7 separate regions of the Mus musculus genome follow, and regions 2, 3, 4, 5, 6 and 7 are each linked to region 1. Evidence: chromatin contacts called from public HiChIP or PLAC-seq and promoter capture Hi-C data. All regions are on one chromosome and are shown on one strand. The core of a region is the stretch at or near the end of the contact, and the rest is flanking DNA. Distances in the headings are between cores, read along the strand shown.

The links. HiChIP or PLAC-seq counts read pairs in DNA pulled down with a chosen protein or histone mark. Capture Hi-C pulls out chosen DNA fragments and counts their contacts.
Region 2: an H3K27ac HiChIP or PLAC-seq map of microglia shows a contact between it and region 1, with 6 times the contacts expected there. The contact joins the promoter of Arid3a here to the promoter of Izumo4 in region 1.
Region 3: a contact with region 1 is called in a promoter capture Hi-C map of adipose tissue, with 2.2 times the contacts expected there. The contact joins the promoter of Wdr18 here to the promoter of Izumo4 in region 1. A contact is called at or near these places in 2 of 115 datasets of contacts at active chromatin or transcription factors (bone marrow-derived macrophages and pancreatic cancer cells) and 1 of 9 other capture datasets (adipose tissue).
Region 4: a promoter capture Hi-C map of liver shows a contact between it and region 1, with 2.7 times the contacts expected there. The contact joins the promoter of Arhgap45 here to the promoter of Izumo4 in region 1. A contact is called at or near these places in 1 of 39 promoter capture datasets (pre-B cells), 2 of 484 Hi-C or Micro-C datasets (both in CD4 T cells), 2 of 115 datasets of contacts at active chromatin or transcription factors (Th17 cells and pancreatic cancer cells) and 1 of 9 other capture datasets (liver).
Region 5: a contact with region 1 is called in a promoter capture Hi-C map of liver, with 2.5 times the contacts expected there. The contact joins the promoter of Fzr1 here to the promoter of Izumo4 in region 1. A contact is called at or near these places in 5 of 39 promoter capture datasets (cranial neural crest, embryonic stem cells, liver and 2 more), 1 of 484 Hi-C or Micro-C datasets (CD4 T cells), 3 of 115 datasets of contacts at active chromatin or transcription factors (bone marrow-derived macrophages, memory CD8 T cells and pancreatic cancer cells) and 1 of 9 other capture datasets (liver).
Region 6: a contact with region 1 is called in an H3K4me3 HiChIP or PLAC-seq map of embryonic stem cells, with 8 times the contacts expected there. The contact joins the promoter of Hmg20b here to the promoter of Izumo4 in region 1. A contact is called at or near these places in 4 of 39 promoter capture datasets (cranial neural crest, embryonic stem cells, neural stem cells and 1 more) and 3 of 115 datasets of contacts at active chromatin or transcription factors (bone marrow-derived macrophages, embryonic stem cells and pancreatic cancer cells).
Region 7: an H3K4me3 HiChIP or PLAC-seq map of embryonic stem cells shows a contact between it and region 1, with 6 times the contacts expected there. The contact joins the promoter of Stk11 here to the promoter of Izumo4 in region 1. A contact is called at or near these places in 2 of 39 promoter capture datasets (cranial neural crest and pre-B cells), 1 of 484 Hi-C or Micro-C datasets (CD4 T cells) and 2 of 115 datasets of contacts at active chromatin or transcription factors (embryonic stem cells and pancreatic cancer cells).

The regions. Positions count from the first base shown.
Region 1 is chr10:80,700,956-80,705,377 of GRCm38.p6, forward strand. Izumo4 (IZUMO family member 4) reads left to right here and starts at 1,738. Exons shown (of 10, transcript NM_027829.3): 1 at 1,738-2,004; 2 at 2,094-2,174; 3 at 2,254-2,325; 4 at 2,775-2,801; 5 at 2,898-2,973; 6 at 3,084-3,131; 7 at 3,225-3,239; 8 at 3,463-3,480; 9 at 3,744-3,758; 10 at 4,109-4,422. The coding sequence starts at 1,761. The coding sequence ends at 4,196. It overlaps Mob3a (MOB kinase activator 3A), which reads right to left and starts at 865. Exons shown (of 4, transcript NM_172457.2): 1 at 842-865.
Region 2 is chr10:79,925,000-79,929,421 of GRCm38.p6, forward strand. It overlaps Arid3a (AT rich interactive domain 3A (BRIGHT-like)), which reads left to right and starts at 2,342. Exons shown (of 9, transcript NM_001288625.1): 1 at 2,342-2,401. Gm40715 (a long non-coding RNA gene) reads right to left here and starts at 1,992. Exons shown (of 2, transcript XR_001779822.2): 1 at 1,463-1,992; 2 at 1-590.
Region 3 is chr10:79,958,197-79,962,618 of GRCm38.p6, forward strand. Wdr18 (WD repeat domain 18) reads left to right here and starts at 1,956. Exons shown (of 10, transcript NM_175450.4): 1 at 1,956-2,176; 2 at 2,806-2,916. The coding sequence starts at 1,967.
Region 4 is chr10:80,014,078-80,018,499 of GRCm38.p6, forward strand. Arhgap45 (Rho GTPase activating protein 45) reads left to right here and starts at 2,595. Exons shown (of 23, transcript NM_001142701.1): 1 at 2,595-2,841; 2 at 3,703-4,027. The coding sequence starts at 2,749. Abca7 (ATP-binding cassette, sub-family A (ABC1), member 7) reads left to right here. Exons shown (of 47, transcript NM_001347081.2): 44 at 152-255; 45 at 391-483; 46 at 870-1,110; 47 at 1,229-1,495. The coding sequence ends at 1,381.
Region 5 is chr10:81,376,636-81,381,057 of GRCm38.p6, forward strand. It overlaps Fzr1 (fizzy and cell division cycle 20 related 1), which reads right to left and starts at 1,735. Exons shown (of 14, transcript NM_019757.1): 1 at 1,635-1,735.
Region 6 is chr10:81,348,600-81,353,021 of GRCm38.p6, forward strand. Hmg20b (high mobility group 20B) reads right to left here and starts at 1,828. Exons shown (of 9, transcript NM_010440.3): 1 at 1,535-1,828; 2 at 781-889; 3 at 287-490; 4 at 1-17. The coding sequence starts at 1,572.
Region 7 is chr10:80,113,319-80,117,740 of GRCm38.p6, forward strand. It overlaps Stk11 (serine/threonine kinase 11), which reads left to right and starts at 2,477. Exons shown (of 10, transcript NM_011492.5): 1 at 2,477-3,589. The coding sequence starts at 3,300.

The DNA.
Region 1 (4,422 bases), core at 488-2,987:
ACCACTTCCTCCATGCTGAAGGAAGAGCTGGCTGACCTGAGAGTCCTACCTAACTGTCCCCTGACACTCCCACCCCTAGTTCCTGAGCTCCCAACTCTGCATAACGGTAGCAAATCAGAAACCAAAGTTACAAGGATACACGTGGAGCTCTGGAATAATAATTGCCCTGCCTTAACACTATGCCAACCTCTACTTGACTGTAGGCACTTTATTCTATGGAGCCTAGGGAAGGGGTGGAGGCAGGAGGGAAGAGAAAAGGCAAAGTTATTGGCGCAGACCTTTAATCTCAGCGTTCAGGAGGCACAGGCAGGGTGATCTCGCTGAGTTCCAGGATAGCCTGGGCTAAATATAAAAGGAAAGAATTAAAGAAAAGAAAAGAAAAGAAAAGAAAAAAGAAAAAGAAACTGCGGCCAAAGTTAACTTTCTGTGATCTGTTTTTGAGTCTCTCCATCCAGCCTTTCAATGGCTTATTTAGGGGAGGCCGAGGAGTGCTGAAGAGGCAGAAGTAGGGATAGAACCCAGGGCTTTCTACACACAAGGCAAATGCTTCACTCCAGAGCAAGAGCCCAGACCTTCAATGAAGTTTAACAGAAACGTGATCATTTCAAACAAATGAGTCAGCGGAGATGGGAAGGAGGATCCTATCCAGCCGCTGGAGGCTAGCCTGTGCTATCTAGGACCTCAAATATTAAACACGCTTTTGATCCATGACGCTTCCTTTCTCCCTCCTTTTGACAGATCCAGGTCCCCAGCGCCCACTCTGGGCCGGTCGCTGGACACTGTCACCCTGAGGGATGAAGTCCCGCTGCCCGCCGCCCGCCTTGGCCCTCGGAGGACCCACCTGGCTGTCCGGAACCGTCTCTCGCTTCGCCCAGTCTCCGGCCGCGCCCGCAGAGGGACACGCCCGCGGAGGGACACGCCGCACGCCCCGCCCAGGCCGCGCCCGCCAGCCGGATTTACTTCCCTTAAAGGGAAGCAGCCCGGATGGAGGTGTGGCGCCCGAGTTCGGAGGATCACGGTGTGAAAGGCAGGCGGCACTCCGCGCCCCTGGAGACCAGGACGGGCGCTGCTAATTGGCTGTAGTGGAGCGGATGAGGGGCGGGACGAGCCCTCCCTCGCTGGCTCGGGAACTGGCGCCAGCCCAAAGCGCATGCGTAAGGCGCTGTGGATGGGGTGGAGCCTGGGGACAGACTGGCATTACCAGTTGCCAATTGTAACTGGAGAGATTCAGTTACACTCTCCTGGGGAGATCCAGTAGAGCCAGCCCTGGGACAGAAGTCCGGATGGCGGTGGGGTGGGTGTGGTGACAGGCTAGAAAGGGGTGGAGCCATCCGTGGGCGGTACCAGGCCTGTAGGCGGAACCAGGCCTGGGACAGGAGTCTAATCGGGGCCTGGCCAGGTAGGGGCGGAGCCATCCGTGGGCAGGCGCTGTCTTTTTTTTTTTTTTCGAGACAGGGTTTCTCTGTGTAGTCCTGGCTGTCCTGGAACTCACTTTGTAGACCAGGTTGGCCTCGAACTCAGAAATTCGCCTGCCTCTGCCTCCCAAGTGCTGGGATTAAAGGCTTGCGCCATCAGGCCCGGTGGGCGGGACATGTCTAAGCGGGGCGGGACCAGAGTTGGAAGCATGATCAGGCCCGGGCAGGGGATGGCGCGGCCAGGGTCCACAGCGCGAGCTGTTGGTTGGTGCGGCGTGGCAGGGCGTGGCGCGGGAGGCACCGTTGGTTGGTGCGCGGCTGGAGGGTGCGGCGCTGGCGGCGCCGATGTTTGGGCAAGGCAGGCTGGGCCAGGCCATGGCCCTGCTGTTGTTTCTGGGCATGACAGCGGCGCTGGCCCGGGGCTGCCTGCAGTGCGACCCCAATTTCGCGGAGAAGTTCTCCTTCTATCGTCACCACGTGAACCTCAAGTCGTGGTGGGTGGGTGACATTCCTGTGTCGGGGATGCTGCTCTCCGATTGGATCCAGAACACGATGAAGGAGCTCCATCTGGCCATTCCTGCTGAGATCAGTGAGCGGCGGAACCCATTCCAGGGTCAGAAGAGCAGCAGGGAACCGGGCAGGGCCACTCATTTGCTTGCTTTTTCCTCCTGCCCTTAGCCCGGAAGAAGCTATATCAAGTAGCAGAAGCCGTGTACCAGAGGATGGACCAGCTGTACCAGGGGAAGATGTACTTCCCAGGTAAAAAGAGAAACAGGTGGGGCCGGTGCGAGCTGCTACGCACCTGAACTTGACCGTTCTGCTGTGACTCTCACATCAGGGTATTTCCCCAATGAGCTGCGGGCCATCTTCCGGGAGCAAGTGCGCCTCATCCAGAACGCCATCATAGAGAGTGAGCAGTGGGCTCCACAGAGGGGAAGATGATCATGGCCGCTGGCACTTCAGGGCTAGGGGCACTGGAAACAGGGCTCAGGGAGGAGTGACTCTGCAGGAGGCCCTTTTGCATAAATGTTTGCTAGCATGCCCATCACCCCCTTATTTCTGTCAAACTAGTCTCCTGGTGGCACCTAGGAACAATGGAACCATCCTTCCCTTAGGTTATCCCCATCTTTCACTGCAACTGACCCCTTCCTACATCCATGAAACTCATGTAGCACAAGCGTGTAATCCCAGCACTCAGAAATGAGGGAACGAGGCAAGAAGATTGCCACAAATCACAAGGCAGCCTAGGCTACCTTCTCTGTGCTAGGGTATCCTGGGCTACAAAAACAAGTGGGGCTGAGGTGTTGAGCTCTGGGCCTTGTCAGAAAGCACTATCCTGTTATGTCCTCCCCTCCCCAGGCCGCATTGACTGTCAGCGTCACTGTGGTAAGTGAACCATGGTCCAGGCTAAGGGCCACAGTGGCAGTGGCCCAGGCTGGGGAGGGCCCAGGGGAGTCTGGGGCTGCTTCTCATATATTGCAGGTATCTACCAGTACGAGACCATCTCCTGCAGCAACTGCACGGACTCCCACGTCATTTGCTTTGGCTACTACTGCAAGTATGGCTCATGCAGCAATCCCACTGCCCCTGGGGTCCTAGGCAAGGAAGGGGACCAGGGCCTTGGGGATACCCCACCACCAAGTCTTGTGTTCCCCCCCCCCACCCCAGGTCATCGGCACAGTGGGAGTCAGCTGTACAGGGCCTTCTGAAATACATGTGAGCTGGGGCTTATTGGGTACCAGGACATGGAGAGGGAGACACCAAGGGAGGCCACTTGGTCCCCTGACTCCAAACCTACTGTCATTGTAGAAACACCTGGCACAAGTAAGTTCCTGCTGGAATCCAAGGTTGTGTGTGCCTTATGATGAGGGGTTGAAGCTTGCCAAGGCTCAGGAGGACCTTGCCCACACCCTTCAAAGGTCTCCAAGTTCAGCTGGAGGAAGGGGGCAAGCCATCCTGGCTGAAGGGTCTTCATGAAACCTATTCTTCCCTGAATTGGTGTGGTGGCAGACCTGGAGGGTCTAACTGGAGCCCCATTCTATTTCAGACAGGATGAAAAGATGAGGTAAGACCAGGCCTTCCACTTGAGAGGGAGGAGTGAGGTGAGGAGCGGGGTATGGGGAGTGGGGAGAGGGATGGAGTGAGGAGGTGTGTGGGTAAGAGTGGGAGGGGATGCTGGGCAGGGTGGGTAAGAGCGGGAGGGGATGCTGGGCAGGGCTGTGTGCCTGAGGGCACACTGGCCATCTGTAGTCACACCTGCCTGTGTGGTCAACGCACTGCCTGAACCATGCTGTGTTTCTTCCCTGCGGCCTCAACTTGGATGTGCAGAACCACCCCAGCCTTGTGAGTGAGCTGGGGAATAAGGCTACAAAGAAGCAGGTGACCTGTGGAAAACAGAATTCCAAAGTCAAGTGGCCTCTTTGCCACAGACCTCTCATGCCCTATCGAGGCCTGTCATTGTGGGTGCTAGGGAGGGTCCCTATCCCACTGGCACACTTTAGGATTTAAGAACAGGCAGGGACTAGGTGTAGCAATGCATTCCTATAATCCCAGCCTTCCAGGAGCCTGAGGCAGGAGAATCTTAGGGGCTAGCTTGGACTATATTAATGGGCTATGGGAGGCAGCCTAGGAAGGGAGGCAGGAGGGCATGTGCAGACAATGGGCTTAGAGCACCTCCTCCTCATCCCCCAAAGCCTGTCACAAAACATAAAGTGTCTGGAACCTCAGCATCTGGTCAACCTGACCTTGGAAAAAGTCTCTGAGTGTCTGACCCAGCACTGACAGTGGCTGCCAGCCCCCAGCCTCGGCAGAGGCCAGGACTCAACTGCACTGTTGCCTCTGGAGAAGCTAGCTGCTGCCTGCCTCAAGTTACCCCTCCCACTCCCATGGATCCCAGGCTGGGCCGGGACAGGGGAGGGCAGGGAGATGGGTTTGTGTAAGATAGTGGGGAACCCCCCAGGGCAGGGCCCTCTGAGATATTTTGATTAAAATGCCCTGACATTTCTCA
Region 2 (4,422 bases), core at 1,092-3,591, 780 kb before region 1:
GTCTTCCTAAGCAGGGTGTCTCTTAGCAAGGTGTAGCCCTGGCTGTCCTGGAACTCACTCTGTAGATCACGCTGGCCTCAAACTCAGAAATCCCCCCGCCTCTGCCTCAGGCGCCGGAGTATAAAGGCGGGAGCCACTGTTGACATCTGCCTCACCTCCTGTCTACAATGCCCCCAGTGAGGGTCTGGGCGGGTCCCGGACAGAGCACTCATCTCCAGGATCCAAAAGTGTCAATACAATCTGAAAATGATGTGGTCATGCGTGTCCGTTCCTTGTACTTTAACTTCGTGATACACTTCGTGATTCATGACTTCACACCCTGTCTTCAACAGAAAAAAAGCTATGTAGGAGAACTTCAGGCCTCAGTTTCTCCCAATCTAACGTGGGAAACCGTCTTTTCAGGTGCGATAGCACCACCTGGCGGCCTCCACTGCTGGGTTGAAGCCCCGCCTCCATGATGAAAAATCTTACCCTGGGCGCAGTTCCGCTGGCGCCCGGCAGGCGGCGCGCACACCCTGCGGCGCGAGTCGGATGCCTTTCAAGTTGCCAGAATTGTATCTTGTGAATTAGGAGACCTGTCATAAGGAGACCTGTCATTATGTCATTATGCTTGCCACCTGGACCCTTGGCTAAATATATCCCTGCCATAAAAAAGGGACCAGCAGATTTAGGCTTTTGTCTTTGAAGATTCTATCAAAAAATACTAAGAACAGTATTTTAGGGGTCAGCAACAAGGTTCAGAAGGTAAAGGCACTTGCTGACAAGCTTGGCGTCCTGAGAATCTTGGCATCCCAGAATACACATAAAGGTGGAAGGAGAAAGCCGACTCCACTAAGTTTTCCTAGGACCTCTATGCGTGAGCTGCTGAAGCCCTTCTGGTCTCGGTCTCTTTCTCTCTCTCTCTCTCTCTCTCTCTCTCTCTCTCTCTCTCACACACACACAGACACGAGAGAGAGAGAGAGAGAGAGAGAGAGAGAATGGGAATGTATGTTGCTTTCATTATCTTGGCAGAATGTTTTGGGGGGTTGCCCAAGTTTACAGGGGACACACAAGATGATTAGAGGGAGAAAGATCTGCTAGTAGCCCGTTTGATGCTGGAGAAGAATGCTGGTGTGCAGGCCCAGCTCCACCCCGGGGCCACACCCCAACACATCAAGGTGTCTAAAGTTTGAAGGCGCAGTTCGCTGCCACCTGCAACTTTCTTAGCCTTGCAGGCTAAGGTTCCAAGCAACTGCTGCAGTCTCAGATTCTAGGGAGGATTCCGGGAACTTGGATTGGCCGGAGCCACCCCATCTCTCCAGACACTCACACAAGTGGCTTTCAAGGGGCAGACTGCTCAAGATCCCCACAACAGTCTAACAAGGGACCTGAGCACCACCTATGGGGAACTAGTCGAGGTCGGGGGTTGCCCTGAGCACTGGCGTTACCCACTAGAATCGTCTCAACTTCTAGCTGAGCTCACATCATGCCTCGGTTTCCCAGCCTGCAAAATGGGACCTCAGAATCCAGTACTCTCCCGAGACGAACTGGGTAGACCGAGGCAGGGGCTTCACTGAGTTGGTTAAAGGATGGCCCTCCTTTCCCTCGCTCCTAGGTACGGTCGTCACGGTTCCTCGCATTTCCTCGAACGCGCGCGCAGCCCAACCCGGTGCTTTTGCGCACGCAGCGCCCTCACACCCCAGCGTCCCAGCCCCCGCAGATCTAGCCTAGCCGGGGGTTTTTAAGCCCATTTCAGAGACGTGGAGCCTCAGGCCCGGAAGGTTAGGGTAGCATAGTGGGCGGAGGTTCCAGCTCCAAGCTTGGCTTATCCATCTTGCGTTCCGGGTGAAACCAGGAAACGGCCGGGGGCCCAGGTGACTTTCCGCTCAGAGGTGGGGCGAGGAACCCTTTTTAACTCTTCGGGATTCCCGCGATGGGGCTCTCGCAGCCCCGCCCTCCCGCTCGCGGCCTCTGCGCCGTGGGCTGCGGCGTGCACTTTGCGCACGGTCCCTAAGATGGGGGCGGAGCGTCCCTCAGTCCGGTTCCCCCTTCCTTTTATTATTTATTATCATTTAAAGGGGCCGCGACCTGAAGTTTTCCGTCCACTCTGTGGCGGCTCTCCGGCTCCCCTCCACCTCCTCCCACCGTGGACGTCCTCAGATTGAGTTGGAGAAGGGGGACCCCGGTGTGGTGTCCTGGGAAAGCTTGGAAAGGGGGACCCTGGAGAGACACCCACCACCTCCTCCTGCGTCCCCGGGGCTGCTGAATCACCGGCGAGGTATTTGCATCTGAGAGCAATTTGTCACACGGCGATTCGTCTGCTGGGTGGGGGAGGGGCGGGGCGGGGGGCCCGGTCGCGCGCGGAGACCTCGTCCCTATCCGATCCAGACGGATGGAGATGTAGACGCGGCCTGGAGACTCGGTGAGGCGGGTGACCCCGAAGCCAGGAGCGTGCACTGGGCACCAGGGGGAGGCCAAGGGGGAGAGAGGCCACCGGAGGCCACCAGCAGGCTGGACTCTGGGCTGGGCTCCGGGCACCGGGGCATGCGCCCCCCGGGCCACCCCGGGCGGTAAGGCCTTTTGCAGCGCGGCTCTAGCGATCTCTCCTAAAGGTGGCAGCGTAGGGCACCCTGGAAACCGACAATTGCGGGGTCTCCAAAGTTAGGCAAAGACGCGCGCGTAGAGGGGTGCAGGGCTGAGTATGCGACTTGACGGATCAGAGTTGGGGTGGCTGTTGCGGTTGTAGATCTTGGAGACCTTCATCCGGTACACGAGTGCGCGGGGGTCGCGAGTGCGCGCTGTCCCCTGGCGGAAGGAAACGGACCCGGGGTGTGTGTGTCTGTGTATGTGCGCGCGCGCAGAGGACTGGGGGCTGCGCTCTGGGAACATGGTTTTGCTTTTTCTTATTAATTAAAAAAGATGTTTGGAGATAGGATCTTACTGTGTAGTACGGGCTGACTTAGAACTCGAGTTAAAGCTCAGACTAGCCTGAAACTCGAGGCCATCCCCCTGCCGCAGCTTTCCTTCCCAAGTGCTTGGGAAAATCCCAGGCCGGGCGCGCCACCACGCCCCGGTACCTACAGTTCTTTTTCTCTTCCAAACCTGTGTCCAGCGGGGTCCGCCCATCTCCCCCCCCCCATTTCGTTCCCTAGCTCCAGTGTACTACTGGGACTGGGGTCTCCACTTGCCCCGCGGGGTGCGCCCATCCAGATCCCTCCGGTAGGGTCCCCTGCCCCCCCCCCCCCGACACAAAAGAGGGAGCAGGAAGCGCGGAGTGCGCGCGTGTGTGTCAACTCGCAGCGGGTTTGTCAAATATCTTCCGTTTTTTACGACTTGGGCAGCAGGGTCACCCCCCCTCCCCAGCTCGCTCTTTCCAAGAAGCCTTTGAAATACCGACTCCACTGGGGGGGTTGTTTGTTTGTTTTTTTGTTGTTGTTTTACATTTGTCCTCTGACTGGGGTGTGTTTTTGCACACGTCTCCTGGGGGGGCACAGTGCCTTCTTTCCCAGCCCCCTCCCCAGCTCCTGCCCTTCCCCCTCCACCTCCCTTGGAGGAGAGAGGGGCCCCTTTCGCCACCCTCGGGCCCTGGCCTTGCACAACTCCAAATAACCGTGTTTTGCAAGGCCTGGCCGAGCTAGTGACCTCTCTCTCTCTCTCTCTCTCTCTCTCTCTCTCTCTCTCTCTCTCTCTCTCTCTCTCTCTTCCCTCTCTCCCTCTCCCCCTCCCTCTCTCCCTCCCTCCCTCCCTCCTTCCCTCCCTCTCTCTCTCTCTCTCTCTCTCTCTCTCTCTCTCTCTCTCTCTCTCTCTCTCTCTCTCTGACCTGAGGCTTGGAGGTGGTGGGGGGACTAGGGTGTGGCTCTGGGTCTCTTCCCCACTGCAGCCAGATCCCCCTTCCACAAACACCAGCTACCAGTTCCTAGTAGATCTTTCTGAGAATGCCATAAATTGAGGGTGGGGGCCAAGGACAAAGGGCTGGGGGAGGGGTCTATAAGGATGGGCAACGTTGGCTCAGGGTACCGGTACCTCTAGAGGGTGGGGGATGTCCAGGCCTGACCTAGGGGCAGCTTTGGGGTTTCCATCTGTGTCCCTCCAGGGCTACCAGCCCCACCAGTGGAGGCCTACCCTGTTCCCCTCCCCCACCCTCCACCAGGAAGGGTCATTAAACCAAACAGACCTGGGTGGGGGGACGGGAGGCTGGGAGAGGGGCTTCCTCTAGCTTTTTCCTCATGCCTTCCCCCACCCCACCCTCAAAGAGGGGGCGTCGCTTTCAGCATTTCCGTGGGGGGGGGGTTTGTGCTCAGCGGGGTGGGGGAAGGGCGATGGATCAAGCCAGATAGTGTCCAGAAATGTCCCCTCCAGCAGTTCTTGAGTCTGGTGGACCAGGGTGACCAGCAGCCACAGGGTGTGGAGGGACTGAGTGTTGAGGCCACTCATGTGTCCAGG
Region 3 (4,422 bases), core at 706-3,205, 740 kb before region 1:
AGACCTGTGTCTGTGCCACTGGACAGCACCTTGTTCCTGAGTTTCTTGCTCAAAGTGGTGCCTTCTCTTGAGAACCACCTACCGTGTCCTCCCTGTTCCCCCGCAGCTCGAGCCTGCCATCTTGGGGCCACATTGGGTGACACGCCTCACTCGGACTCGTTTCCTCTCTTTCTGGCCTGAGGTCGCAGGGTCGCTGAGTCCAATGCTTGCACCCAGCATGCAACCTTGCTCCCTTCACAGGCCCAATAGCTGCTCTTAGACCCAGCTCACCATCCCACCGTGCGTCCAGCTCTGCTGCCACGGCAGGCGCAGCGCTCTGGCAGCCACATTCCCAGCTGCGATTCCACAATTGCTTGCAATCTCCTTTACTAACAGCACATGGAGGGAGGGAGGGAGGGAGGGAGGGAGGGAGGGAGGGAGGGGACACTTGGTTTTAGACCTGGCCTATGACCAGCAGCTGTGACCCGAGGCTAAAGGTTGCTTGGCTAGAGATTGACCTTTTGGGTCTACACGGAGTGAACCGAATACAAATTTGAAATTTATGGCTCAAAAGAGGAAAGGGCAAAGAAGCGGCAAATCCATAAAGGGCGTGGGTCGATTGGTAAGAGTTTAATCACCAATTCACCTCAGCCAGACATATTATCCTTGATGAGTATGTAGCCTGATTTTACATGCAGTAAGTCACTAACTTCATTTGGTCTAAATAAAGTATAAAGATCAGTGGTTTATATTTTTGCTATAAAACAAGGTTTAAAAAGTAAACCGGGGGCTGGTGAGATGGCTCAGTGGGTAAGAGCACCCGACGGCTCTTCCAAAGGTCTGGAGTTCAAATCCCAGCAACCATATAGTGGCTCACAACCATCTGTAACAAAATCTGACTCCCTCTTCTGGAGTGTCTGAAAACAGCTACAGTGTACTTACATATAATAAATAAATAAATCTTTAAAAAAAAAAAAGTAAACCGGTTTCAGAGGGAAAGCCAGGAAAGGGGACAATATTTGAAATGTAAATAAAGTAAATATCTGAAGAAGAAGAAGAAGAAGAAGGAGGAGGAGGAGGAGGAGGAGGAGGAGGAGGAGGAGGAGGAGGAGGAGAAGAAGAAGAAGAAGAAAAGAAGAAGAAGAAGAAGAAGAAGAAGAAGAAGAAGAAGAAGAAGAAGAAGAAGAAAGAAGAAGAAAAGAAGAAGAAGAAGAAGAAGAAAAGAAGAAGAAGAAAAGAAAGTAAATAAACCGGTCACCGGTGGTGGAGGCTCAAGGCCACCCAGCACATAAAGAGACACTGTCTCGAAAAGAAAGAAGGAAAGAAAGAAAAAAAGAAGGAAAGAAAGAAAAAGAAAACAAAAGAAAGAAAAAAAAAAGACAAACCCAGCAAACAGGTAGCAAAAATACCTTCCACTACACAGAGGTAATACAGTGCTGACCGGCCAGGGACTCCCCAGTCTTCTACGCATGTGCAGGAATCCAGTTTTGTTTTGTTTTGTTTTGTTTTGTTTTGTTTTGTTTTGTTTTGTTTTGTTTTGTTTTGTTTTGTTTTGTTTTGTTTTGTTTTGTTTTGTTTTGTTTTGTTTTGTTTTGTTTTGTTTTGTTTTGCCCCGCCCCGCCCCGCCCCGCCCCGCCCCGCCCCCGAAGAAGCTCCTGGTGTTCTTTAACCTGCTTGGCTGGGTCTAGCATTACGCCTTTCGCGCACTGGCTTGTACGCATGTGCAGGTCGTCTGGCTACGCCCTCTCACCTGCTGCTAGCTCCGCCCCAGAGCCGCGAACTTTTTACGCATGCGCACGTTAGGGCTCCTGGAACCCGTAAAGCACCAGGCAATCAACAGCCTCCTCGGCTTGGTGAAGCTACCGCGCATGCGTAGACTTTCCAGTTTGGCCTCTAGGAGGCGCTATGGCCGTTCTAGTCGGCCAGGAGCCATCTTAACAGTCTCTCTAAGGATGATGGGATTCAGGGGCGGGACTGGCAGAGCAAGATGGCGGCGCCCATGGAAGTGGTGGTGTGTACTGACGCCGCGGCACAGCTCTGGAGCTGCGTGGTGTGGGAGCTTCATTCGGGCGCCAACCTGCTCACCTACCGAGGCGGCCAAGCGGGGCCGCGAGGCCTGGCGCTACTCAATGGCGAGTACCTGCTGGCGGCGCAGCAGGGCAAGAACTACATCTGCGCCTGGGAGCTGCAGCGTAAGGTGTGGGGCCTCAGCGTCCGCGGGGCAGCCGAGAGTCCTGGGGCGCCGCCAGGGTTGGGGTCCCGGCGACCCTGGGGTGGCTGCGTGACAGGGCGTACTCGGAGGCCGAGGGGTTTTCTCCTAGGGAGATGGCGCCAACGCACGCGTGCTCAGATGAAGATCGATGGCGAATCCGCTTTTGCACGCTTGTAGTGTTAGGGACGCCAATTTTGATGCAGAAGGGAAAATGGGGTCCGTTAGAGGTCATGCTTTTGGACAGCATGGCAGATCAGAGATCTTGAGGAGCCGCAGGAAGACAGAGACCGACGGCCCGTCCTTTTGTTACCCTCGTAAAGAGTCGCAGATCTTCATAGTCAGGACTGACTGAGGCCTGGGGTTACTGGTTCTGATGTTTCTGGAACACAGAGCTTCCTTCTTGTCCGCTGGGATCCCTACTGCTGAGCCCTGACCCTGCCCTTCACTGGGAGGTTCTAGGCAGTGGTTCTAACCCTGAGCCGCACCGACAACCCCTCACTTGAGCAGTCTGTCTCCCCAACCCCCTTACTCTTGCTCTCTGTACTAAAAACTTTAACCTTCCATTGCCTCCGTTCTGATACTCACATAGTTTGTCTTGTATCCTGTGTCCCTAGGATCAGCTCCAACAGAAAATCATGTGTCCTGGGCCTGTCACCTGTCTGACCACAGCACCTAATGGCTTGTATGTCCTGGCAGGAATTGCAGAGAGCATCTACCTGTGGGAGGTGAGAACAGCTTGTCACACGTATGTGTCACTTGGGAATGCTAGAGAGTAAAACTGGTTGGTGTCCAGTTTTACCTGAGGTAGGCAGGTGGTCTTGGAGATCTTACCCATGACTTCTGAAAACAAAAATGTGGCCATGTCTATAGGGTCCTCATTTGTGACTGAGATACAGGACAGTGTTCAACCTGCTGGTGGCTCTAGTGCTGTCGTGAGCAACCAGGAAAGAAACTTAGAAAAGGGCAGTGACCAGAATTAGTACAGAGGAGGAGGAGGCAGGAACCAGAAGCAGTGCAGAGGAGGAGGAAAGCATTTATTTACACTTGTGGTTTATATGAGGGAAGTCAGCGCAGGAAGCAGAAAGTCAGTTAACATCCATAGTCAGCAGCAAAGAGAAATGCTCCCGTGATTGACTACACTTGTTGCTCTTGCAGAGGACCTGGGTTCAATTCCCAGCACCCACAGAATGGCTCACAGCCATCCATAACTTCAGTTCTAGAGAACTTGACACCTCTTTTGATCTCAGTAGGCACCAGACTGCCCACTGCATGCACATACAGGCACGCAGGCAAAATACTCATAAAGGAAATAAACCTGAAAAAAGAAAGAAAAACTGTCTACTGAATGAGAGAGCTGGCTCAGCAGTTAAGAACATTGGCTGCTCTTTCAGGGGATCCAGGTTTAGTTCACAGCACTCACATGGCAGCTCACAACTGTCTGTAGCTCCAGGGAACTAAGCACCTTCAAATCTGGCCTCTGAGAGTACCCCTAGACCTACAAAGAAATTTAAAGCCTGGCAGTGGTGGCACACGCCTTTAATCCCAGTCCTTGAGAGGCAGAGGCAGGTGAATTTCTTAGTTCAAGGCCAGCCTGGTCTACAAAGGGAGTTCCAGGACAGCCGGGTCTACACAAAGAAACCCTGTCTCTAAAACCAAAAAAAAAAAATTTTTTTTGCCGGGCGTGCCTGGTCTGCAAAGTGAGTTCCAAGCTATACAGAGAAACCCTGTCTTGAAAAAACCAAAAAAAGAAAAAAGAAAAGAAAAGAAAAAAAAGAAATTTAAAATAAAACTATCCGGGGTCCTGAGAAATGATTCAGCAGTTAAGAGCACCGACTGCTCTTCAAGAGGTCCCAAGTTCAATTCCCAGCAACCACATGGTGGCTCACAACCATCTGTAATCCAATGCTGTCTTCTAGTATCTGGAGACAGCCACAGTGTACTCAAATATATAAAATGAGTAAGTAAACTTAAGAAAAAAAATAAAGTAAAACTTACCATAAGCCCAGTGATAGCCAGCCCCCCTTGTCTCACAGTCAGGCACAAAGGTACCAGCACCCTGCTTCCCACAGAGCCAGAGGTCCTTCTGCTGGCCCCAGCTGCCTGCCTCTGGGTCAGGACTAGTTAATAACCCTGGAGAACTGAAGGGTCCAGGCTGTCCTGACCTGGCCTTATGTGGAGGGAAGGTGCCGGCAGCACAGAGCTGAGCTCAGCCATGTTTCTGCTCCTCCTGG
Region 4 (4,422 bases), core at 1,345-3,844, 690 kb before region 1:
GGGAGGGGAGCTGTGCAAAATCTAGCTTCGTTTGGGCTTTACCTAAGCAGAGTGGGGTCTGATTGAAGTGTGTTCTGGCTTACACAGGACGGAGTCCCAGTGGACAGGCTTTGTCACTGCGGTCCCACCAGAGTCCATATCTCCTTTGCAGGACGAGCCCACCACAGGCATGGACCCAAGTGCGCGGCGATTTCTTTGGAACAGCTTGCTGTCCGTGGTGCGCGAGGGCCGCTCCGTAGTGCTCACGTCGCACAGGTGAGCCCCAGGGTCGCACTCTGGCCACCTCGCAGGATGAGGTGATCCTGAACCCGGTGAGGTCCCTAGGGTGGAACAGAGCATGGTCCCCGTGCAGGCAGGCTGGGCCAGCTGTGCTCACACTCTCACCCACAGCATGGAGGAGTGCGAAGCGCTCTGCACGCGCCTGGCCATCATGGTGAACGGGCGGTTCCGCTGTCTGGGAAGCTCTCAGCATCTCAAAGGCAGGTGAGCAGGGCAGGATGGACTGGCGGGAAGAGAAGAGTGCTGTGGGTGTGGTTAGGGCTAGAAGATAGGGGCGGGCCATATGCACCATAGGGGCAGAGCCCGACTGTATGAGGGAAGCCTGGAAAGGTGGAAGTGCTCAGAGGAGCTTTTTGGATGGAGTCCAGGGGAGGTGAGGAGTGTCTGTCCTTCGATACAGGTGTGCCAGGTCCTCTGAGTGGGCGTAGTCTCTTAGACTCGTGGGCGTGGCTCGCAGCAGGGTAGGGTGAGAAGGAATTGGGTTGGGTCCAGGTGTCCAAGACAGGCCAAGGACAGGTCTAGTAGGGAGTATCGAGATTTCGAGGAGCAATAGGGGCCATGGCCTGCATCCCTGGTCCTGTCCCCTCCAGGTTCGGGGCTGGCCACACACTGACTCTAAGGGTCCCACCGGACCAGCCTGAGCCGGCGATAGCCTTCATCAGGATCACATTCCCTGGGGCTGAACTCCGGGAGGTGCACGGCAGCCGTCTGCGCTTCCAACTGCCACCGGGGGGCAGATGCACCCTGACACGAGTGTTCAGGGAGCTGGCTGCCCAGGGCAGGGCCCACGGTGTGGAGGACTTCTCTGTGAGCCAGACCACTCTGGAGGAGGTGACTTCGGGCACCATCAAAGGGTTTGAAGGGAAGAGCTGAGGTGCCTCAGGACCCTGGGCTGACATCTACCCCCACCCCATGCATTTCTGCCCCCTCCATGTCTCTGCCCTGCCAGGTGTTCCTATATTTCTCCAAAGACCAAGGGGAAGAGGAAGAGAGCAGTCGGCAGGAGGCTGAAGAAGAGGAGGTTTCCAAACCTGGCCGGCAGCATCCCAAACGTGTCAGCCGATTCCTGGAAGACCCCAGCTCTGTGGAGACCATGATCTGAGCATGCCTGCCTTGGGACTGAGTGGCAAAGCTCAGACAGAGGATCTCTGTACCATACGCTGGCTCCCAGAAAGCCTTGGGCTCTGGGGGAAATAAAAAGAAACTAGAATGAGAATGAGGCCACGGCTGAGTTTGTGTTTTAGGAGTCTTAGCTCTGTACAGTCCCATACACTATCACATGTACAGTATGCGCGTGTGTCCTGCTGTGAATTGCCTGCAACACGGACACTTCCCAGGTGTCCAGTCACACGTATCCTGACCTGCATGTACCTATGTGGGTCTGACACCCAAGGGCGGGACTTGTGAGTGTTTCTGACCGTGAAGTAGAGATGAGGTCAGGCTTGTGGAATGTTCCAGACGGTATAGAGGACCCTGGTACTTTCCTGGCCTGACCGGACCAGAAGCCCACCCCAGAGCCAGCCAGTCTTCATCCTGAGACAACCTCCCAAGCCCACCCCCAGCCATCCAACTATGAGTGGGAGGCACGGGACCCTTAAGGGGCTCCTCGGCTGGGTTTGTGGCTGGACCAGAGCTTGGAGAGCGGGCCTAGGTACTGCAGGCTGCGGCCTTTCTGGGCTGTGTCCCCGAGAGCCACCCAGTGTGCCTGAGGTCAGTGGAGTTTGGGATGGTTAAGGGACATGGTGTCTAAATTATTAAATAGTACCTCTGGGGATCCTGAGACCTGAAGCTCAGAGCTGGGATATAGAGGGCAGAGTGGGAGTGGGAGCTAAGTGGAGGCCAGCAGGGCAGTGGAGCTCCTGGGTTGCTGGATGGAAGCCACCCAGGCATGGCACCTTCAGGTCCTATGGTCCCCAGAAGACTGTAAGGCTGGTGATTATAGGGAATGGGGGGTCACCTGTGCATGGTGAGGGACTCAGGGGGTGTCTGTTTGATCTGTGTGTGAACCTGTTGCTCAGCCTCCTCTCTGGTCTTTCATATCAGTATACACATGACACTGCCTTTCTTGACTGTATGTTATGTCCCAAGCAAGAGTCAGCTAATGCCTGGATCGGGTGGCCACACAGGACACAGGCTGCAAGTGGAAGGTGGCCTGCTGTGGGGAACCTGTGTCAGAGTCAGTGTGCAGAGTCCTATAAGAGCTGACACTTGGGACAGTCACACTGGGGGCGGATCTGAGGTGTCACCTCCCTCCCTCTGCTGGGGAGCCTTTTCCTGTGTAGGAGACTTATGCGCCAATGAGAGCCAAGCCAGTCACGTGTGGCTCTGACAGCTGGGGAGGGGGTGGCCCTGAGCAATGTGGTCCAGAGACAGCCTGCACCAGGAGTTGCAGGACTGAGACCACCCCCAGACTCCCACCCTGCCGTTGCCCGCCTGTCCTCACCTAGGGCCACTGGGGCTGACTCCACCATGTTCTCTCGGAAGAAGCGAGAACTTATGAAAACTCCCTCTATTTCCAAAAAGAACCGCGCGGGGAGCCCCAACCCGCAGTCCTCCTCAGGGGTGAGTGGGGCACAGAGCGGGTGGGGACCCAGGATGACACCCACAGCCTGTGGTCACTGATGGGCATAGCATGCAACTACAACACCATGCTGGGTCCACGCTGGGGGAACCGGGCCAGCTATAGTCCACACCAGGCAGAATGGCCGGCGACAAGGAGTGGCCTGAACCTAGGAGGCCGCATTACGGTAGGTAGGGATGGCCTTGGGTGGCAACCAAGTCACCCATCTTGATGAGGGATGTCCCCGTCGTGTGCCAATGACGGTTGTGGGTAGTGGGTAGAACTGGTATTGGAGTCTAGTGACTACACTGTAATATGGGGTCTGGGCAATTTTAGGGTTCTGAAAGCCAATGGGGAACTGGTGTTGAACTGGGGTGCAGGTGTACAGAGCAGATTGGGGGGGTCTCCAAGTTTCTCCAGGACCTGCTGCTGCCTGCTGAGCTTTTGAGAATTTGTGAGGTTTAGGGGTACCTCTACTAGGTCTGGGGGTGTCCTGAGACACAGGAGCCTGATGATCTTTTCAGGTCACAGAAGTTATCCATGTTTTTAGAAAGTGGACACCCGTAGAGGTATCTGGGGTGGCTACAGGGTTAGAGACTCACAAGAGTCCTCCCCACCCCCACCAGGAAGTGGGGTGCCCCCTCCCTCCTGTGCCCCACAGGCCCCGCCTCTGGCTGTGGTTTGGGTAGGGACGGTTGTTTGTGAAAGCTATAGACAGGAGGATGTTGGGTAACAGGTGGGGGGGGGGGAGCTTAAAATTCTCTGCCCACTGACCTCTGACCCCTGTGAGGACTTTCTGGGGAAACTGAGGCAGTGTCTGGGATGGGGGATCCCCTTGACTCCTCTTCCCTATGCATACCTAGGAGCTGCCCAGGAAGGATTGGACAGAAGCTCCCGGCCTGGAGCCACCAGCCACATCCCTGTCCACGGTAGCCAAGGGCACAGGGACACTCAAAAGACCCACCAGCCTGAGCCGCCATGCCAGTGCAGCAGGCTTCCCGCTCTCGGGCACTGCCACCTGGACCCTGGGCCGTGGGTACCGAAGCCCCCTTTCTGCGGCCAGTCCGGCAGAGTTACCCACTGAGGGAGCTTTCCCTGATGGCGTAGAAGACATCTCAACCCTGCTGGCGGATGTGGCCCGCTTTGCTGAGGGCTTGGAGAAGCTCAAGGAGTGTGTGCTGCAGGACGGTGAGGATCTTCAGAGCAGCACGGAGGGAGGGCAGGAGGTGGGCAGCCTCTCAGCCCAGCACTCAGGCAGGAGGATCTCTGTGAGTCTACACTTGAGTCTTATGCAGGTCAGCCAGAATTACAGTGAGACCCTGACTCAGAAAGAATGAAAGAAAGAAAGAAAGAAAGAAAGAAAGAAAGAAAGAAAGAAAGGAAGGAAGGAAGGAAGGAAGGAAGGAAGGAAGGAAGAAAGAAAGAAAGAAAGAAAGAAAGAAAGAAAGAAAGAAAGAAAGAAAGAGAAAGAGAGAGAGAGAGAGAAGTGGCGCACGCCTTTAATCCCAGCACTTGGGAGGCAGAGGCAGGTGGATTTCTGAGTTCAAGGCCAGCCTGGTCTACAAAGTGAGTTCCAGGACAGA
Region 5 (4,422 bases), core at 485-2,984, 680 kb after region 1:
CGTGGTCAGGGGTGGAGCCCCTGTCTAGAATCTCCCAGTGAGGGGCTGGGGGTGTGGTCAGGGTGGAGCCCCTGCCTAGAATTTCCCAGTAAGGGGCTGGAGCCTGGCTCATTGGTGACCTCTCTCTTCTAAGCATGTGCAAAGGCCTTAGGTTTCATGCCCAGAACCAGGAAATAAACCACACCAAGACTCCTCCAGTGCACACTTAGCTCCTGACCCTCTATCCGAAGGAAGCAAAGAGACCCTTGAACCACAAAACATGGGCTAAACTCCTCAAGTACCAAATCCACACTTGAGAACTCCATTAATCTTTACAACACATGCCATCCCAGCCCCATGAGAGCTAGAGCCACCAACTCCCTTTCTTTCTAAGCCCTGATCCCGAGAGCCAGAGGTGGTGTCTGTTCTGGGTGAATCTTCACTGGGGAATCACCCTCATTCAAACAGCAGGAAGGAGCTAGGACTGGGACTCAGCAGCCAGAGGAATGAGGTCATCTCTCAGACAGGACGGGTAGGGGGCGTGCTTCCCACCAGGTGTTCTCAACAAGGAGTGCATCCCACCAGGTGCTCTCAATTAGCAGAGAATTTAGGGGAGCGGGGTAGGAAGGTAATGCCTATACAGAGGTTGGTGTCAGGCTTACAGCTGGAGACAAGTGAAGTTGGTGGGGTGATTTAAGGGCTTTGTAGGGGACAATGGCTTTGGATCAGGGATAGAGGATGGAAGGACCTGGACTTGCATTTGAAGACACAGAGTGGAGGTTCAGATCTGAGAGGGTACGTGGTGGATTTGGGGACACAGAATGTCTGTGGTTTCTGGCCATGTCTCCCCTGAGATGAGACACCTGGTTGTTGGCTGAACCACTGGGTGTTTACGGCAAATTTAGTTCACAATCCTTCCCACCTGGGGAATGCCAGATTTGAGACTCCTGGACTCTGGAGGTTGACTCAGATCCCAGTTTGGATGTAGGGAGCATCTGAGGCAGGGGGATTTACATTTGGAAGTCAACAGGGTGCAGATGAATGGTTTGCAGTTGAGTCTTGAGTGATCAGCATGAGACAGAATGCTCTAAATTTAAGGGAACATAGCTCAAAAGAATACAGAGTGTTGGTGACAGGGCGAGGTCATTGGGGACAGACCGTCTGAGATCTGACTCAGGACCTCACCTGAATTGGGTGGTTTTGGTGGAAGTAGTAAAGGGTGACCTGAATTTGGGGGCGCAAGGAGCCTGACCTAGGGTTCTGAGCTGCAACATGTGGAATGCCTGGATTTGGACATTAGCCGTGCTCTGAACAAGGCTCTGGGCGATGATTGCTGTGATGGACAGAGCGAGGTCAAGGCGAGGTTGCCGGGTGAGGGGACTCAGGGTTGGGGTGACTCAGGGCCTCATCTGGGAAGCTGGTTTGCATTCTGGGGTTCGGGGGAACAAGACGGGTGGTGCCCTGGATTCGAGGGGAGCAACTATCAGAGCAGAGCTCTGGGGATGGAGGACTCTGACAGACTCAGAGAGCTGGCGGGGTCGGGGCCGGTACTGGAGGTCGCTGGGATGTGGGGTTCAGGATCAGGCCGCACTGGAGCCCCAGAGAAGGAAGGGGTCGGCTGGGGGGGCGGGTCCCCGAGTCACCCGTGTCCTCACCTGCCTCGCTCCGGTCGCCAGCCGGCACCCGCCGGTTCCCGCCGGTCCCAGGAACACGCCGCGCCTGTTCGAGGCCCCGCCGTTGCGACAGGCCCCGCCGCCGCTGCTCACGGGAATCCCCCGGCCTCCGCGGTAGCTAATATGGCGGAACTCAGTGGCAACCCGACTCCCTCCCCCAATCTGTCCCGCAGGCCGCGCGCGCGCCCGCGACCGGCCCCGCCGCCCAGCGCATCACCGCGCCTAGGCCACGCCCCCTAGGTCCTCCCCCCCAACGCCGCCAAGGTTTTCCGTGGGCAAGCCACGCCCTCAGCCACGCTCACGGCCCACACGCACGGATCTCTCCGCCAACCCCCTGTGGCCTGTGCTGAAGCCACGCCCCTCGAGTTACCAACGCCTCTCCTAGGCCACGCCCCCACACCGCCTCTTTCCCTGTCCCTTGCGGGCACGCCCCCTAGACACTCCCACTCTGTGCCGTGCTCGCGTCCACCCCAAACAGCTGCGCCTGCGCGCCCCAGCGCGGAGCAGCTCGGGAGTATGGGACGTCCTTCAGGATTTAAATCAATACAGGAAGCGAGACGGCACTTGTTGCCCGGGGCAACCGTGTTGGGATGAGCAGTCGGGGAAGACCACGGCTGAATGGGGGGGGGGGACGACTAGAACAGGAGTAACTAGGCGCGGAGGAAGGCGTGGCTCCTGTTTGTGGAAGAAGTGGGGCGCTTCCCCCTGAAGCTATGATTCACTCAACAGTTAAGTGACTACCCCACGGATGGCGCTCGGCGCGCGGACGCTGCTGGTTACTCACTGTGCGTTTATTGTTTTCAATTTTCGAGCTACCTTTTTCTCTCTAGCCAGGCTAGCCTCGAGCTGGAAGCAATTCTCCAGCCTCAACTTCTGCATTGTTAGAACGACTGTTAGACACCTGCCCCCCCAAAATATTTATCGTGTCCCTGAGTACTCACTCCCAGAAGCCCCAAGTGATGACAGCTGGAAATAAACCTCAAGAGGGTCCAGGTTCAAAACCATACATGTTGGGCCCATCACAATGGCTCAAAAGGTAGGGTGATTGCAGCTAAGCCAGCTGGAGCCCACCTTATACCCAGGATCACTTGGTAGAGGGCGAGAACCAACTCCTGCAAGGTGTAACTCTGACCATCCCATGGGCACACCTGTGCCAGCCCCTGGGTAAATGACACTAAACAAATTAAGAACACAGACTGTTCTTCCAAGAGGTCCTGAGTTCAATTCCCACATGGTGGCTCACAACCATCTGTAATGGGATCCGATGTCCTCTTCTGGTGTGTCTGAAGATAGCGACAGTGTACTTACATAAAACACGTAAATAAATCTTAAAAAACAAAACAAAACACCAAAAAAAAAAAAAAACCCAAATAGGGTTGGGTTTTGTTGTGTTGTTTGGCCTTCTGTTTGGTTTTTCGAGTTAGGGTCTCTTAGTGTAGCCCTGGCTGTCCTGGAACTTGCTGTGCAGACCAGGCTGGCATCAAACTCAGAGATCTGTCTGCCTTTACCTCCCAAGAGCTGGGATCAAAAGCATGCACCATCAATTACAGGCACAAGTAGAACTATTTAAAAAATTAAATGCACATAGGGCAAAGGATGAGCCTCGGGCTGAGTGAGCTCAGTGGACATAGTGGGAAGGGGTTGTGCAAAGGACTTCTGGTGTTCAACACATGCTGCTATCTCAGTCTCAGATTCCCGTTGGTGGTTGAGCACTCTTCCTGTGGGGTCTACTCAGATCCAACGTAATGCCAAAACAAATTATACTACAAGGCTTTGGGGGGAGTTGGGCCGTTCTCCTTACCTGGCAGATTGTGATAGCCATAGCCAGAGCAAGAGAGGGGCTGGCAGCTGTTCAGAAATGGAACAGCCAAGACTCAAGACCAGGCCTCTGCAAGTGGAGCCACCCACTCAGAACCTCCTACAGCAACATGGATGCCCCTTTAGTCACAATCTAGTGCCCACCCTCTGGAGAAGGGACAAGCCCCATGGCCGAAGTGGGACATAACACAGCCATGAAAAAGGCCAGGGATCTAATGGGTTATAAAGCAGAGGGACCCGGAAGGACATGGCTCAGTGAGAGGGCCAGACACAAAGTGCCACGCCCACCTTGTGGACTCTGACAGGAAATGTCCAGAGATGGGAAGAAGATTCCTGGGTGCCAGTGGCTGGAGGAGGTTCAGGTGAGAAGTTAGGACATTCAGGGAGACCCTGGCTCAGAATAAATAATGAAGGAGCTGGTGAAGGTGCTTTCTGCCAAGCCTGAAATGTTGAAGTTTGATCCCCAGGTCCACGTGGAGGAAGGAGAGAGTGGGTGCCTTTTCAGGTGGCCTCCACAGCAGCACGGTGGTGTGCACACACACGAGTACACACAAGAAATAAACATTCACAGATTTCAAATAATACACCTGGAAATACTGCAGTAAATATTAAATACAACTGGAGATATAGCTCCATAGGAGTGTTTGCCTAACACCAGTGAGGATTATGCTTAGCACCCACCAAAAAATAAATTACAATACACTTTAAGGCCAGGTCTGGACCCTTACCTGGCACATACCACCCTCTACAGCATTAGCTCCACACAAACCAGGCAAGGTGGAGCTCACCCTGAGGCATGGAGTCAGGAGGATCAGGAGCTCCACATGGGCTGGGAGTAATGGCATTGGCTCTTGCAGAGGACCTGGGTTCAACTCACAGCAGCCTGTGGCGACTCACAACCAACCATAACTCCAGAGGAATCCGATGCCATTTCTGGCCTCTGATGTTACTG
Region 6 (4,422 bases), core at 578-3,077, 650 kb after region 1:
GCCTCATCCAGGTACCGCTAGGAGGGGGGCAGCATCCTCAAACTAGGGCCAGCCCAAACGAAGGTAGGCACACAGATGTGGCCAGAGCCAGGCCCCCAACTCCCCTCATACTGATGTATTCGTAACCCCTCCCTTGCCTCCCTTCCTCCCTCCAACCCACAGAGAGAGGGTCCCTTCTCCAGGACTACTGGACGTTCTCCACCTTGTTCTTTGGGCCTGGGTCTCTCACCGATGGGGCTTGCCCAGGGATCCTCCTGTTTCTGCCACCCCTTTCTCTGGTCTCTACCTGCTTCTCTGCCGGCTGCAGCTTGCTCCACTCGGCGCCCAACATCTTCGTGATCTCCGGGAATGGAAGGTCCGGGTGGCGGGTGCGAATCTGTTCCCGCCTCTCATTCAGGAAGCGAACATAGCCAGTGACGGGGGCCTTGGGCCCATTTGGGAGAATCTTCTTTCTTTTTTTGCCTTTGGGCCAGCCTCGCTTCTTCACTGGCTGCAGGAGGAGGCTGTGTCCTTGGGAGGGGCTCTGGGAAGTGTGGGTGGGGGTCTGGGGCATATGGGCGGGGCCTAGTCTAGTGGTAGGTCGGCAGATCAAGGGTCAGAACTCTAGAGAACCTACGGGTCCTGCACCAAGACAGCCTCCTAGGGGTGGGGCTGAAGCCACTGACAGGCTAGGCTGGGGTGTGGCCTCTTGCTAGGCAGTGGGAGGATCTTATAGTCTGGATTTGTGAGGTATGTGTTGCTGAGCCAGCGGCCGGCCAGGCTTTTCAGATGGGGACTCACCTCCTCCTCCTGGGGCCCCTTCTCTCCAGCTCGGGAACCCTCGCTGCGCTCCTGCTTGACAGCCACTACAAAGGCCCCGTGCTGGCCCGGAGTCTTGCCTCCCGCAGGTCTTGGGGACAATGGAAACCAGCGTCATCCATCAGTGCCAAAATCATTCCCCCATACCTACCCATCCCCTTCTTGTCATTGGAGATCACAGAAGTATGTGGGAGCACGCATGAGCCTGGAAAAAGGGGGTGGGGACCCAGAGTTTGAGGATCCAAGGATCACAGTAGGCCACTGGCGGGGTGGGGACGGAGGACGAGGTGAGTTGGTCCTGGGGCCTGGGAGGAAGATGAGATAGTGAGGAAGGCCATAGGGTGTCTTGGCAGTTCTACAGGGAGTACAGAAATCCCCGAAGGGTGACAGGACATGGTCAGAAGTTCCTGTAGTGGGGATAAGGTAGGTAGGGTATAGGGACAGGACAGGATCAGGGGTTCCCAAAACAGAGGTACACAGAGGTACCTGAGGATGAGACAGGGTATGTCCAGAGATCCCAGCGTGGACATGGTGTGTTTAGGGGTACCCGAGGGTGGATATAGGGAATGTTTAAGAGTTCCCAAGGATGCAGGACAGGACATGTCCAGGAGTACCCGGGGTGGAGACAGGGCATGACCCCTGGTACTCGAGATGGACACAAGGCATTTCCAGGGGTACCCGACGATGGGGACAGGGCTTATCCAGGGTCGGGACAGGCTGGGGGAGGCGCACTCACGCGGTGGCTGCGCCTGGCTGCCGGGGACCGTGGGACATGGCCACTCCGGGCGGGATCTGGAACAGAAGCCGGCAAAGGTCAGGGGGTCCTGCCTGCCACCTCGATGGGAACCGCAGGGCGATCCCCGGGGGGCCCGGACCGGGGAGGCGGATCCCGGGGCGGGGAGGTCCTCGGGCAGGAGGCCCCGCGATCCTTTGTTGCGAGATCGAGTCCCGGAGGCCGCGCCCCGCAGCCCCCGCCCCGCGCAGGCCCGGACTTCCCGGCTCTTTTCACCTCTGAAAAAACTTTCCCGGGACCTGAGACGCGGCGACGGTCCAACCAAGCGCCCGCGCCCGCTCCGCCCTCATGCTAATGAACCCAAGGATAGCGCTCTAATTGGCTGAGGCCTCCATGAGAGGTGGGGTCATGCAGATTAGTCTCGGCGCGCCGGGCGGTGGTTGGCTGAAGATCTGCGGAGCCGCGTGGGAGGTGCGTCGGCAGGTTGCGGGCGGGTGCGTCAAGTTCGGCTGCGCTCCGGCGCGCTCGGGACCAATCGGAGGCGACTGGCGGCGTGCTGTGGGGCGGAGCTCCTTAAAGGGCCAGTAGTCCCCATTCTGACCGGTGAGCTAGGGTGTGGAGATGGGGACCGGGGATATTCGGCAGAAGAGGCGTTTTTAGTAGGCTTCTAAGGAAGGAGTTAGGTTCCAAAGAGGCACCCCCCGCCCCTGCAGTACGGCCAGGTGTAGTTTTTCTTACTACGTTGAAAAAAAATGGGTCTGGTGAGATTGCACAGCACTTGAAGGTGCTCGCCACCTAGTGGACGACTTGCATTCGGAACCCACAAAGTGGAATGTGAGAATGGTTTTCCAGCAAGTTGTCCTCTGAACTCCACTGTGTGCTGTGCCATGTGCATCACACACAGACCTAAATCAATAAATGAACGTATGCTTTATAAACGGAGGACTGGGGAAATGACCACCAGGCACTGATTTCCCTTCCCGTGGAACCTTGATTTTACTCTCTGACCAAGGGGTACATTGAACCATAGGAGGAGTAACAGGCTGGGAGGCTGACACCTAGATCTGAGATAGAAGCTGGGCTAAGAGCATTTTCATTAAAAAAAAAAAAAAATCATTTTGAAGGTCAGTGCGGACTGACTCAGCAAGCCAAGGGGTTTACAGAGAAACCCAACAACTTGAATTTGATCCGCATTATCCAAATGGAAGAGACAGCACCACACATCTAGGTTGCCAAATGTGATTTTACTCCAGTCTTCTGTAACATCCCACAGTAAAAGAGAAACTGAGAGTTGGTTCTATGGTTAGGAGTGCCTGTTTCTTTTGCAGAGAACCTGGGTTCGATCCCCAGCACCCATTTGTCTGCTAAAAAGTATCTGTAACTGTCCCAGGAGACCTCTTTTTACCCTTTTGAGCATTAGGCAAGCAAACAGGCTTACATGCAGGGAAAATGCTCATAAACGTGAAATAATAGGTGTCAGATCTTGTTACAGATGATTGTGAACCACCATGTGGTTGCTGGGATTTGAACTCCGGACCTTTGGAAGAGCAGTCAGGTGCTCTTACCTACTGAGCCATCTCACCAGCCCAAATAAATCTTTTTAAAAACAAATGATTGAAGATATTGCTCAGTGGTTTAAATAAAACCTGCTGCTCTTCCAGTTCGATTCCTGGTAGCCACACTAAGGGCTGGGAGTGTGGTCAGAGTGGAGCCCCGCCCATAATTCCCCTGGAGGGGTTGGGGCAGGGTTAGGGTGTTTCCATCCCATCATGCACTGCGGTCGTGGGCTCAGTCCTCCCGTGCTGTTTGTAAACTGAAACTCTGTGATGGGGTAATGTTGGCCAGGTGACGCATTGTAATGATAGCATGTGTTTATGGGACCACACACATGCTTACACATGCAGCATGTGCTTATGTCTATCTTAATGGCAGGTGCAAGTGACGCCCCCCAAACTCAACAGGCTGGGGGATTCTGAGCCGCTCCTCTCAAGCAGGTGACAGTTCAGATAGAGCTTCTTAGATAAGGTTAGGCTTGATCAAACTTGGGCTTCCTGTTACAACAGAGATAGAAGAGCATTTGGGTAAAACAATGACAGGCGGCTGTGGGGACCCAGGCACAGGTCAAAGGTTTCTACAGGTGGTCCAGGAAGGGAGCAGCCTGACAGTTACCCTGAACAGAGTCTCAGCCTTCATCACTGGCTGTGAGCTTGGTGTGGGCTCACCTGCCTTTAATGCTACCACTAGGGAGACAGAAGCAGGGGATCTCTGTAAGTTCCAGTCCCCTGTGCTACATAGTGAAAGCCTCTCAGAGACAATTAAAAATAAATAAATAAATAAATAAGAAAGAAGCTGGGAGGTGATGGCACACGCCATTAGTCCCAGCCCTCCAGAGGAAAAGGCAGGTGAATCTCCGCGAGGTCAAGGCCAGCCTGCTCTACAGAGTTTCTCTGTATAGCCCTGGCTGTAGACCAGATTGGCCTCAAACTCAGAATCTGCCTGCCTCTGCCTCCCAAGTGCCAGAATTAAAGGCGTGTGCCACCACTGCCCGGTGTTTATGGTGTTTTTAACTCACCCTGGGAAGCACTAGGGACTGTGGGAAGAGTTGCTGATGAAGGGCTGTCATTTCAGACAGGTGTCTGTGCAGGTCAGGTTGCTGTGAAGGAATGAATGCGCAGCCCTATGGCCCTGAGGCTCAGATAACATGTATCAGCATGTCTGCTCTACAGTTCTTAGTTTTTGGTGGTGGAAATGGAACCTGGGACCTGAGACTGGTCAGGCTTTCTATCTCTGACCACCACGCCCCAGCCCTCTCTTTGGGGGGATACTAGGCAGAGCTTTACCTCTGACCAGGGCCACAGACCCTCACTGAGGAATTTTTAGGCAGGAACCCC
Region 7 (4,422 bases), core at 1,227-3,726, 590 kb before region 1:
GTGACTATGAGTCCCAGGAGACTAAGACAGGGAGAGCTCCGAGTTCAAGGTCAGCCTGGGAAAAAACAAGTCCCAGATCCAGGCCGGGTGGTACACACCTTTAATCTGGGCCACACCTTCTGATAGAGACCTACAAGGACATTGGAAGAAGGAAGACTCCCTCTTCTTTGCCAGCACAGCTGTTGGAATCTACTGGCCTGTGGGACCGAGCAACTGTTAGATCTTTGGACTTCATTCACAGCTGACTGTAGTTGGAAAGTTGGACTGCAGACTGTAAGTCATCATCACAAATTCCCTTACTGTATAGACACTATCCATAAGTTGAGTGACTCTAGGGAACCCTGACTAATACAGAGATGGTAGCACTATGTAGCCCAAGCTGGCCTGGAACTCACTACGTAGTTGAGGGTGAACTCTTTCCTGCCACCGCCTGAGCCTCCTGTAAGTGTGACGTATGTGGCAGCAGGGATGGAAACAGCCTGGCTGCAGGCTTCATCTTTAGTCTGAAGTTTTCCCTCCTGGTGGCTTCTACCCCACCCCCCACCCCAGGCACCATTCCCATTGTGCTTCTATGGTCTGGAATCTGCGGCCTCTCAGGGATAATTCATGTTATTGAAGTGGTACTGAGTTCCCAAATTTACAAAGTAGCTGCTCTACTGGAAGTCACAGTTTTGGTTCTCAGCACTCTCACATGCCTGGTCACAACTATTTGCAACACCATTTCCAAGGTATCTGAGGCCTCAGTGGGGTCCTGAATGTGACAGACATACACACAGGTAAATATGATAAATCTCTAAATACTTCTAACTATATCTCTGACCCAGAGTTCTCACCAGAGTGATAACTCTTCCCGTCAGAGAATTCAGGGTAATGTCTTGGGGACATGAGAGGCTGTCACACTGGGGGAGCTCAGGTACAGATCGGGTAGAAACAGAATGTTGTCTATTGCCCCTGACTCTTTCTGGATCTGTCCTTGGAGTCTGTCAGGGGAAGGGTGGAGGTGGAGGAGGAGACTTCCTTATCACTGCCATAGTTTAAGGCAATGTCAGAGCAATGAAATGGAGGTGAAACTCCAGAGTCTCCCTGTGTGATGTGGGTGCTGGCCAGCAAACCTGTGTGCTCAGGAGAGCAGCCAGTGCTCTTCACCCCTGACCTGTCCCTCCATCCAGCCTGACTCTGTTTGTCTAGTCTGTGTTTTCCCTGGATTTCTGTCTTCACGTCTGTTTCTCTGATCTTTTTTCTTAATTTATGTGCTTGCATAAGTCAGTTCTCTCCTCCTTTTAAGTCCTGAAGGCTGAACACATGTAGAGCAAGCACTTTTCCCACCTTTCCTGGAGTCTAGGTCTCTCCCTCCCCCAGGACTCTCCTGGCAGTACACCCCGCCCCCTAGTGGCCTCGGAGGGAACCATAGACTCACGGATCTATGGACCTTGTAACCGGCCTGTGCGTAAACTTGTGTGTAGAGGGAGTCAGGCAGGGTGAGCACTCGTCCCTCAATCATACTCCAACCCTTATTTTTTATTCGTGCAGTTAAAAAAGGGCACAGATAAAAATAATTAGATTAACCACCCAAAAACACTGCAGCAGGTGAGTTGAGGCCAGCGGCGACGTCTTACCCAGCCACCTTTTTTGATAACTGTTATTTAAAATTCTGTGTTGTGTGTGTGCGCGCGCGCGCCTACCACGGAGTCCCTAGGTTCAGAGACAGCCTGAGGGAGGCATTTCACTCTAGCCACCTTGTGAACTTACGGGGATCGAACTCATGAAGTCAGATTTGACGTCAATCGCCCGCAACCTCTGAGCCATCTCACCAGCCCAGCTGCTCTTATTTTGCACAGGAAACGCTCCTCTCTATGCCATGGATCTCAGAGGCGCTACATTAAGGCTTCAGGTTCGGGAGTGTCGACTTTGGGCTACTTTTTGACCTTTGACCCCTCCCCCAAGGCCGTTAAGAGCAAGCCTGGGCTGGATCTCTTTAGGGATCCACGAGCCTCTCTCTCCACCCTCCCCCATGCCTCCAGTCGCGGCCGTTCCCCGGAGGACGTTGACGCGCGTGAACTCTAACCGGAGGCCCGAAACTCCGAGGTCACCACAGCCAGCCCAGAGGTTTCGCTGGCCCGTCGCGCTTGCTGACGGGCGTCTGCGACAGCCACTGGCAAATAAAGTCCCGCCCCCACACACCAGGGCCAACCACTGAGGGGCGGGGCTTGAAGCCACAGCCCACGGCCGCTCCCTTACAGTCGCTTGCTTACTCCCATTGACGGGCGTCTCAGACAACCAATGAGAATTTAGATCACGCCTTCTCAGATGGAACCCGAACTGTCCAATGTCAGCTCGGGCGCCCACCTAGATCCAAATAGCCCAATCCTCGTTGGCGATTGAGGCGGGTCCGAAAGGTGGGGCCTAAAGCTACAGCCAACTGCCGCGCACGTCGGCTCCGCGAGGGGGCGTGTCCACCGTTGCGACGTGCGACGACGGCGCGGCGCAGGGCGGTAAACAAGATGGCGGCGGCGTGTCGGTCTAGGAAAGGGGAGGCGGCTCACGGCGTCCGCGAGTGAGGCGCGAGTCGCCGAGGGCGGCGCCGGCGTGGAGTTGTCTCTCGCGGGCAGCATCTTTCTGCCTGGAGTTCGATTCCCCCCTCGCCGCTCCGGCCTCCTGCCTGTCGCGCGGCGGCTAGGCGGCGAGGGGGACGCGCCGCCTGGGGTGGTTTTTTTCCCCCCTCGGTCCCCGGAAGATTTCCTGTCCGGATTTCGTGTCCGCGACTTGCGGGTGTCCCGGTGTCCCGCGTCCGGGTGGAGTCTGCGCCCCGAGAAGTCGTAGAACTAAGGGGCCGCGCGCGGCTTCGGCGCGGGCCGGACATGGACGGCGCGGACCGGCCTCGACGCGGCCGCCTGGGCCCCTGAGCGCGGGGCCCAAGTGGCGAACATGACCTAGCGGCCCGCGCGCCGCGACGGCGGACCGTCGCCTCCGTCGGAAGCAGCGTCCCCGGGGACCCGAATTGGGGGGACGCGAGGGTTGGGGGGGCTCATTGCTTTTTTTTTTTTCATTCTTATTTTCATTTTTTTTCTCCCTGAGCACCTAGAAGAAAAGGGGAAAATCAAAAGTGAAGAATTGGCGCCCAGGAAGCGGACGTGGACCCGGTTGTGGGGACCGGGAGAGTTGTGGAGGTCGTTCCTGTTTTTCCCCGTTCCTTTTTTCCCCTTCTTGGAACATTTGGAAGAAGCGGGTGGGGGGGGGGGAATTCGAACTTGAAAAGAATTGGCGCTCCCGAAGGGGACGAGGACAAAGAGTGGGCCAGGATGGACGTGGCGGACCCCGAGCCGTTGGGCCTTTTCTCCGAGGGCGAGCTGATGTCGGTGGGCATGGACACCTTCATCCACCGCATCGACTCCACCGAGGTAATCTACCAGCCGCGCCGCAAACGCGCCAAGCTCATCGGCAAGTACCTGATGGGGGACCTGCTCGGGGAGGGCTCGTACGGCAAGGTGAAGGAGGTGCTGGACTCCGAGACCTTATGCCGCAGGGCGGTCAAGATCCTCAAGAAGAAAAAGCTGCGCAGGATCCCCAATGGAGAGGCCAACGTCAAGAAGTAGGTGCCAAGGGCCTGGGGCCGACGCGGGCGCTGCCTTGAGCTCCTTGGGCAGCCCTTCCTCCTACTTTCTGGCTCTTCTCTTTCCTCTAACCGTTTTCTCTTCTCATTTCCTTCCTCCTTTTTCATCTCTTTCCTTTTACTGCCTTATCTACCCCATCTATCCCTGAGCGTCACCTCGTGGGGTCTGTATGTTAGGGCAGCCTGCAGGACTGTCCTAGCAGGAGGTCGTGCAGCCAACTGCGCCTCCAGCCCCCCTCTTTGGGCCAGGTCCTGGCGCAAGTCGCGCCTGGCTTCTTTGGCGGGCGTTGCCAGGCGGGTGGCTAGTTTGTTTACGCAGCTAGAGGGAACCGGTGGGGCCAAAAATAATGGTGAAGGGGGTGGGGGGGGTAGCCGGCCAGTGCTTGCGCAGGTCCCTGCGGTGTCGTGCGCGTAGTTGGCGTCGTTGGCCCGTGGGGACTCTTTATCGCCTGCTAGGCTTGGCGGAACTTGGAAAACTTCACCTACCGGCTTCCAAGAAGGGGCCTTATCTTTGGGACCAGCACTGGCCACACTCTGCCTAACTGACCTTGCCTCTGGTCCTGTCCCAGGAAAGGCTGGCAGCTTCTTGTTTTTGCCAGCTGGGCACTGCTTTGAGTGGTACGTACAGGAAAGGAAGGTGGACAGATATCCAGGATCAGATGTGTGGACCCAGGGGTGGAGCAGGGCAGGCTGGTGGCCTAGGCTCCTCTCAGGACCTCCTTGGCCTTTTTTGTAGGAGTGGTCTTAGGTCAGTCTTGCACTGGGGAACCTGGGCACCCAGCATCAGGTGTTCCTTCAGAGGCCTGAGCTTG